Linked DNA regions of Triticum aestivum: region 1 is linked to region 2. The links are chromatin contacts, called in public Hi-C maps. All regions are on one chromosome and are shown on one strand. The core of a region is the stretch at or near the end of the contact, and the rest is flanking DNA. Distances in the headings are between cores, read along the strand shown.

Region 1 (3,625 bases), core at 216-2,715, 160 kb after region 2:
TTTGCATGAATTGCTGAACTGATGTTTTTTGTGATGGGAAATGTAAAAACTATGCGTATTTGCCTCTCTTTTTTGTTGTAAATCGGGTGGATTTGAATTTCAAATTGACCGTACTTGGGTGAACATTTGCCTCTTTTTTGTTTTTGTTGTAAATCGGGTGGATTTGAATTTTAAATTGATCGTATGTAGGTGGACATTTAGGGGGTAATTTTAGATGCCCGACTCTCATATCACTGTTCACAGACTAGTCCCCATCGGACCATGGACGGATACAGTGTCCAGGCAGCGCTGGAGATGCCCTCACCACCCAATTATATATTTCCACCTGTCTTCCTCCCCATTTCCCCCATATTCCCCCACCTGCCGATTTTTCTCTTGGTCATTTGCGGTCATGCATGAACAGGATATTCCCTGTTCCACAACACGGCGGCCGTGACTTACAAAGTGGCCAACCCAAAGCGCATGAAAGCGACAGAAGCTCCAGATACAGCCTCAGCAAATTTTCATTTCGGCAAAAACAATCCATTTTCACTATCAAAGTTGATCAGAAATGCAATTCACCTCAAACACAATGAAAAGTACATCAAGAGTCTGGACCACCGTGCCTGTAATGTAAGAACCATAGTACTAGTAGTAACTCCCGTGTGTACCACCAGCACTTATAAGACAAGATCTCCGTAAAGAGGGACCATGCACGCATGCATGCATACTCCCTCCGTTCTTAAATATTTGTTTTTCTAGACATTTTAAATGACTACTACATACGGATGTATGTAGACATATTTTATAATGTAGATTCACTCATTTTGCTCCGTATGTGGTCACTTGTTGAAATGCCTAGAAAGACAAATATTTAGGAACAGAGGGAGTAGTAAGTAATCAGTTGTTAGTCGTTGGCTTATTAAGCCGGTGGCTAGGTGTGATTATTTAGCATGCAAATTGCAATGAGGCCGACAGGGATCCATCCCCTGCCCCCTTCCACAGTTGGCACGCAGGCCAACAAGCAACACACACAAAGATCATCTCATCAGCATCGCACACCCACACGAGACACTACTTTATTCATTCATTATTCAATCCATCCAGACGTCCACACACAGACTGTCCCTGCCCTGGGTCGGGGACGGCCAAGCCCAAGATATTTTATCATCTCTCGTTGATCCTAGTACCAAGGATTTTTATTTTAACCCAGAACAAAAACCGGTTCAACAGTCAACATTCAGCACCTAATTTCTGCAGAAAAATTCACAGCCAGTTGAAATGCCATATTTCCAAAACTCAGAGCTCACGGTGGGAGCATAATTGACGGGCTCTGTAGCAGCAGCAGCAGTACCAAATGGAAGTGCAGGGATCCGAATTCACAGCAGCGGCAGCAGCAGTAGTTCCAAAGACCCGAGCTTTTGGAGGAGAAAAGGAAACAGTGCAGGGGTCCAATATCAGCACTCACTCTACCAGTAAAAAAATACCCCTCCCTACTCCAAAAGAGAGAGCAGCGGCAGCAGAGAAGCAGAGAGGAGAAAAGCAGGAGAGAGAGGAGTAGCTGACACTACAGCTGAGACGGGACAGCGGCACCCAGAGCAACCACAGCTCCCCTCCCTCCCCTCCCTCTATCCCGTGGAAGGAGACCCAGATCGGCTCGGCTCCTCGCTCGCTCGCTGTCCGGCGGTAAAAAGGAGCAGGGGGCAGATTCATCGCAGACAGGTAGGGGAGCGGAGAAAGAAAACAACTCGGCGCAACAGCGACGGCCGAGATGTGGTGAAAGAGAGAGCTGCCTCCCTCCCTCCCTGCCTGCCTGGGGAAAGAAAGAGAGTAGAGAGAGGAAAAACATCACAAGAAAAGCATGCAGAAAGGAGGAGGAGGCCAGTAGCTAGCTAGCTTCCTCCCCTGCATCGGCCGCCAATTGTTTTCCCTCGCCGAGGTAAGTAAAATCTTGGCCGATGTTTTCTTGTTTTAATCCGTTGTTTATTTAGTATATTTGGTTGCCTTTCCTCCTGCCGGTCGATTTGTTTGTTTGATCTCAATTAGCTTCTCTGTTGCTTGCTTGTTGTTGGGTACAGTCCAGTCCAGGGAGGGGGCAGATCATGGCCGCCGTCATGGATTTGGATCTCAACTGCGCGCCGCCGTCGCCGGAGCCCGCGCCCCAGGACCACCGCCTCGGCCACGCAATGCTCCGCCAAGAACACGCCTACCGCCACCAGGTGCCTTCCCCTGCTTACCTACTTGCTCCCCGCAAAAATCTCTTCTTTCCTCACCAGCCAGCCCGTGTAAATCACGATTAAAAAATACTACTAAAATAGTGATCTAAATGCTCTTATATTAGTTTACGGAGGGAGTAAATAATACAGCCACGAATAAAAGTCAATTATTTTCGCAATTTCTTCGGCAGATTGGATAGATGTAAAGCTAATTTGGTTGTTGTACTGTTAAATATTTCCCTTGCTCATGTGGTTGCATCTGATTTGGTGTTTGTAGGTCGAGGACCTGCATAGGCTGTATTGGGCGCACAGGAATCTCAGGCCTGATGTGCCCTTCTGGGAGCAATCCCATGATGTCCTCTATCCCACCCATTCCATGCCCATGGCTACTTCCTCCCAATCCCACATGGTGAGCTATGCTATTCAGGCCAAACAGGAATTACCTAAACTTTCCCCAAATTCATGCTGCTAAATCAACAAGTCTCTCTGCTTTGCTGCCACAGATTGATCCGGATCTGCTGGGTGCTTCTTCTCATGAGCTACGAGGCAAGCAGGCCATTTGGTGTGGCAATGGGGTTGCAGGGAATTTGGGCGCCGAGGGTTCTTCAGTCAGGAGGAAGCCTGATCATGGTGGTGGTGTGCAGGGGAGGTCTGGTTACCGTCGCATGATCGATCTAGAGAAACCAGCGACATCAGAGGACGACGATGATGATGTGGAGATCTTATCTCCTGCTCGGTTCAGTGACTATGCCAAGCGCAATGCTGGGTTTGTGGATAATTCTCAGTGTTATCCAAGGGAGAATGCTGCCCATGTTCGTTTCGGTGAGTTCAAGAGCATTCCTCCCTGCCCTGCCCTGCCTAGTTATGTTAATATAACTATCATTGTCTACTTTGGTAGAGTAAAACTGTTTTGTCAAGCAAAACTAAGAAATGCAGAGTCAAATGCCTTCCTAATAATAAGTTCGTTTGATAGAAATAGAATGGTCCTTCACATTAGAACTTAGATTGTTATTATAAAATGAATCTGTGAGTAATGAATCTTGATTAATACATGTAGGCTGCAGTTATGTGCTTTGGGTTCAAACTTGTGTCCTGCAAGGTTGCATTGTCAATAATGTTCACACCATGCCATTGTATTGTAGGCTAAATTATTCTCCATTCTTTCTATACATTCCCAACCATTTAAGTTTCATAGTAAAAGAACAGGATGGCCGGAAAATTCTATGTACCACTTACGTAATTGTGTGTTATGCTAGCTCCAGTTTTTTACAGTATAGCTTTTACGTATAGCTGTAATTTGTGCCTGCAAGCTTGAATCTTCTAGTCTTGTTGTGCTGAAACATCCATTTAGCTTATTATTTGTGCCTGCAAGCTTGAATCTTCTAGTCTTGGTTTGCTGAAACATCCATTTAGCTTAGTTCGAAGAAAAC
Region 2 (3,668 bases), core at 809-3,308:
AAAACTACATCGACGCACACGCATCGTCCTGCTATTCCATCACTACACTAAATATGCCATCGGACTACCAACATTTAGCATGTTTGGCTATGGTGGAGTTCATCCACGGTTGTCCTTGCCCTTCTCGGCGCCCCTGCCGTCCTTCTCGTGAATGTACCAGTCGAAGATGCAGTAGGGAACGAGCCGAATCTGCTTGTCGCCGGAGCTGTCCTCCTTCTTCTCTTTCAGTGGCAGTTCAGCCATGGCGCAAACCGCCCGATTCTGCTCTCGAGCGAGGGCACGCGTGTTCCTCTGTTGTCGTTTCTTCACAACGCAGGTGCAGATGGCTTCCTCCTCTGCAGCCGCCCGCGCTGCCGCATCAGCCGCCACCGCCGCCACCTTTTTTGCCACGATACGGGCCTCGGCGGCCCTTATCCTCTCCTTCCCACGGCGGGCCGTCCGTTCCCGGTGGGACTCATACTCTGCCCAACCGGAGATGGGAAAGGAGAGGTGTTCCGGCTGGGACCACGAGAATCCAGCAGCAGAGGACCCGAGCACCAGTGAGCCGACGCTATGCTATGGTATCGCAGCGGACGGACTCGTCCGTTGGCCGGACGTTGTCCTCCCGGGAGCGGCGGAGTGCAATGCGGGCTGACATTGCCTCCCCCAACCCACACGGGATGACATCTCAGTCGATGAATCCGGAATGGACGGAGTCAGCTCCGCTGCCTACCATGGCGGAGAAGGCCGGAAACGGCCGGAGGTGAGCTCGGGTGGCGGAGGGGAGTGGAGTGAAGTAGCTAGGGTTTGCTCCGGCGAGCGGATGTGGACGAATATAAGTGGGGTCTGGTGGGCTAGTATGGGCTGGGTCCGACGTGGCGGGTGTGCCCAGGCGCCCCTATATTCGCCCCATATTTGGGCTGGATATGAGGGGTGCCGGTCAGCCCGGCGGTTTGAGGCCCGTTGAGGCGTATGACTGGGTCAAAAAATATATGATCGGTTAGTGACCGGACGCCCTGTCCGGACGTATGAGACGAATTTGAGAGGTCCGGTTGTAGATGCTCTAAGTGGTAAGTGGTAGTAGATGGTGCCAGCTTAATAATTTGATTAAGAGCTCTCAATCTATCTACTGTATGGAGATTCACACGCCAAACAACTGACGGCCCCACCAAGGATCTCATTCAAAGTACCGCCCATCATCTTCATATATAATGCCATTGGTTGCAAGCATATGCGCGCCTAGCTTGTCTACATAAACCAAATACTCCCTCTGATCATCATTACAACGTTTTTGCATATTTTGATATACTTTCTCCAGTCCTTTTTACTCTGCATATTAGAATTCTCTGAAGTCAAACTTCACAAAGTTTGACCGTATTTATATGAAAAAATATCAACATCTGCCATGCTAAAGTTATATAATATAAAACTTTAAGTCATGACATATCTAATCGTATTGATTTCAGATTGTGAATGTTGACACTTTTTTCTACGAAGCTGGTCAAACTTTACAAGGCTTTTTTTTTGCGAGGAAACTTTACGAGGCTTGACTTCAGTTAAATCTTATATGCGAACTAAAAAGGACCGGAGAGTAGACTAGATAAGAAATGAAAAAAATAAACAAACACACTATAACACGTCTATTTATATACTATAAATTTTTTTTTGTAACATTTCAAATAGTGAACGGAGAGAGGAGATAATATGCCGCTGGTACTACTACTTGCTACAGCAAGCTGGGAAGAGGACACTCGTTCTCTCTCCTTCGGACACGTGATCGGCACACGCACATGCCTTTCGTTTTCTCCGATGATTGAAAGCTCAGTCCACTCACTTTCTTTAGTTACTTCTTTTCTCTATCACGCGCACGGAAGAAAGACAGTACTGTATGTACCTGATTATGTAGACCGACTCGTCTCACATTATTGCTATTCGTTTCGCTGGCCTGGTCAAAAAGAAGAAGTTTATACGTTCTCCACAATGGAAGAATTATAATTTTATCGCGAGAATGGAGTATCATGCAGTGGTGAGTACGTGGCTAGCTATGGCTAGCTAGATGCCAGTAGCTTTCAACAAGTACTAGTACGTCGCTCCAAGAAGCAGGAGGGCCCCGCCTAGCCACCCATAAACTAACTATAGCTACTAAGAGTACATTTGAAGGGGCTTTTCAGGGAATAACAGGAAAATGATTGAGTGAAGTTAGGCAGATTGATCCTTGCGTAAACAAAAATATCGGCAGCACGAATGATTAATCCTCGATCTACCTTTCTGAGAGAATCTTGCCGGCCAACTACAACCATAATATCTACTCCCTCCATTTCACAATGTAGTGCTTCCTCTATTAACGTACTTCAACTTTGACCGTAAATTTAACTACCAAGACCGATTGCGGCGGGAGCAAAAATTATATCAATGAATTCGTATTCGAAAGAAGTTTTTAATTATATAATTTTTTTCTTCCGCCACAGTTGGTCTCGTTGGTTAAATTTATGGTCAAAGTTAAACCTCAGGAAGCGCAGACGCATTATATTTTGGAATGGAGGGAGTATAATATGACTTTTGATAGATGCCCCCTGGGTGTATCCTCCTTCCAAGAAAAAAGAGAAAGCTGTACGTAGTGAATTAACCAGCTCGACCCACATATCCACCGTTGATCTTTCTTGGGTTCATCCTTGGCATCATTTTTTTTATTTTGAACATTTCATCCTTGGCATCTTACTAGTGGTTGGGGCGCCACCCTGTGACACCGCTTACGAGAAAATTGTGCGCATGTTTTCATTTTTAAAAAATACATAGAGTCCTCGTCCCCGTCTAAAAAACATCTCAGAAAAAAGAACTCACCTTCATCTTAAAAAGAAGTAAAAAAAAAATTACCACCGCAGGCTACCAGCGAGCATCACTTTGCATAAGCCTCCATTTAAAAAATACAAGAGGCCTTTACATCCATCTAAAAAACACATTTAAAAAAATAATCCTTTGACATCACTTTGATATTTGATACAAGAGGCCTTCATTTAAAGAAATTTCAAAAGATTTTTCACCGCAGCCAACCAGTTTGCGCCATGTGGAACAACTGGTTGGCCGCGATGCTTAATGGGTTTAATTAATAAACCACCATGATCATTTGACATAATCTTTTCTTTTTCTTCATATTTTTCAACACCGTGGCCCGTCCTCGGATCTTTCCAATAGTTTTATAAAACAGAAAAGATAAAAATATTTGAAAAGCAATTTTTTTTTGAACAGTTCTATTATTGGACTACCCTGTTCCATTGGGTTGGATCCGCTAATTACAAATGCTAATCCTCCATTATATCAAATATCATACTATCTTTTTGAATTTCTTTACATCATAGTAATTACAAAAATGGATAGTAGTCCTAGTAATGCTAATCCTCCATTCTGTTTGGGCATCAGGGGACCACACTACCACTTGTTCTCATGCTACTCCTGCTTGTTTCCCCTCCTTTGCTGCTCCTTTTTACTTTCCTGGTTGTACACTTGACAAACTACTACTTCCAACGGAGCTACCAACCCTAACTTAGCACTGGCAAACCAATTGGCAAAACAGAAAAACTTACTCCCTTGATCTCATATTTTTTTGTCATGGTTTTAGTTCAAGTAGGAGTACATTATTTTAGGACGAAAAGATAATAATACTCAGTAGCTCGGCAGTAAAGTGCAGTGGA

What was found. A called contact is a pair of places that touch in the nucleus more often than the background predicts.
Region 1: a contact with region 2 is called in a Hi-C map of leaf, with 2.9 times the contacts expected there. The contact joins the promoter of LOC123106086 here to the enhancer-like site in region 2. A contact is called at or near these places in 3 of 5 Hi-C or Micro-C datasets (all in leaf) and 1 of 1 datasets of contacts at active chromatin or transcription factors (leaf).

What each region holds. Positions count from the first base shown.
Region 1 is chr5A:695,438,293-695,441,917 of IWGSC CS RefSeq v2.1, forward strand. LOC123106086 reads left to right here and starts at 1,466. Exons shown (of 5, transcript XM_044528292.1): 1 at 1,466-1,918; 2 at 2,058-2,198; 3 at 2,473-2,604; 4 at 2,699-3,017. The coding sequence starts at 2,082.
Region 2 is chr5A:695,280,328-695,283,995 of IWGSC CS RefSeq v2.1, forward strand. No RefSeq gene overlaps it. Among protein-coding and RNA genes, the nearest start is that of LOC123106086, 160 kb to the right of the region's middle. Within about 2 kb of position 2,059, at least 3 of the 8 cell types and tissues checked have an H3K27ac peak or open chromatin away from gene starts, as enhancers often do. A contact at or near this core is called in leaf, where this site is marked.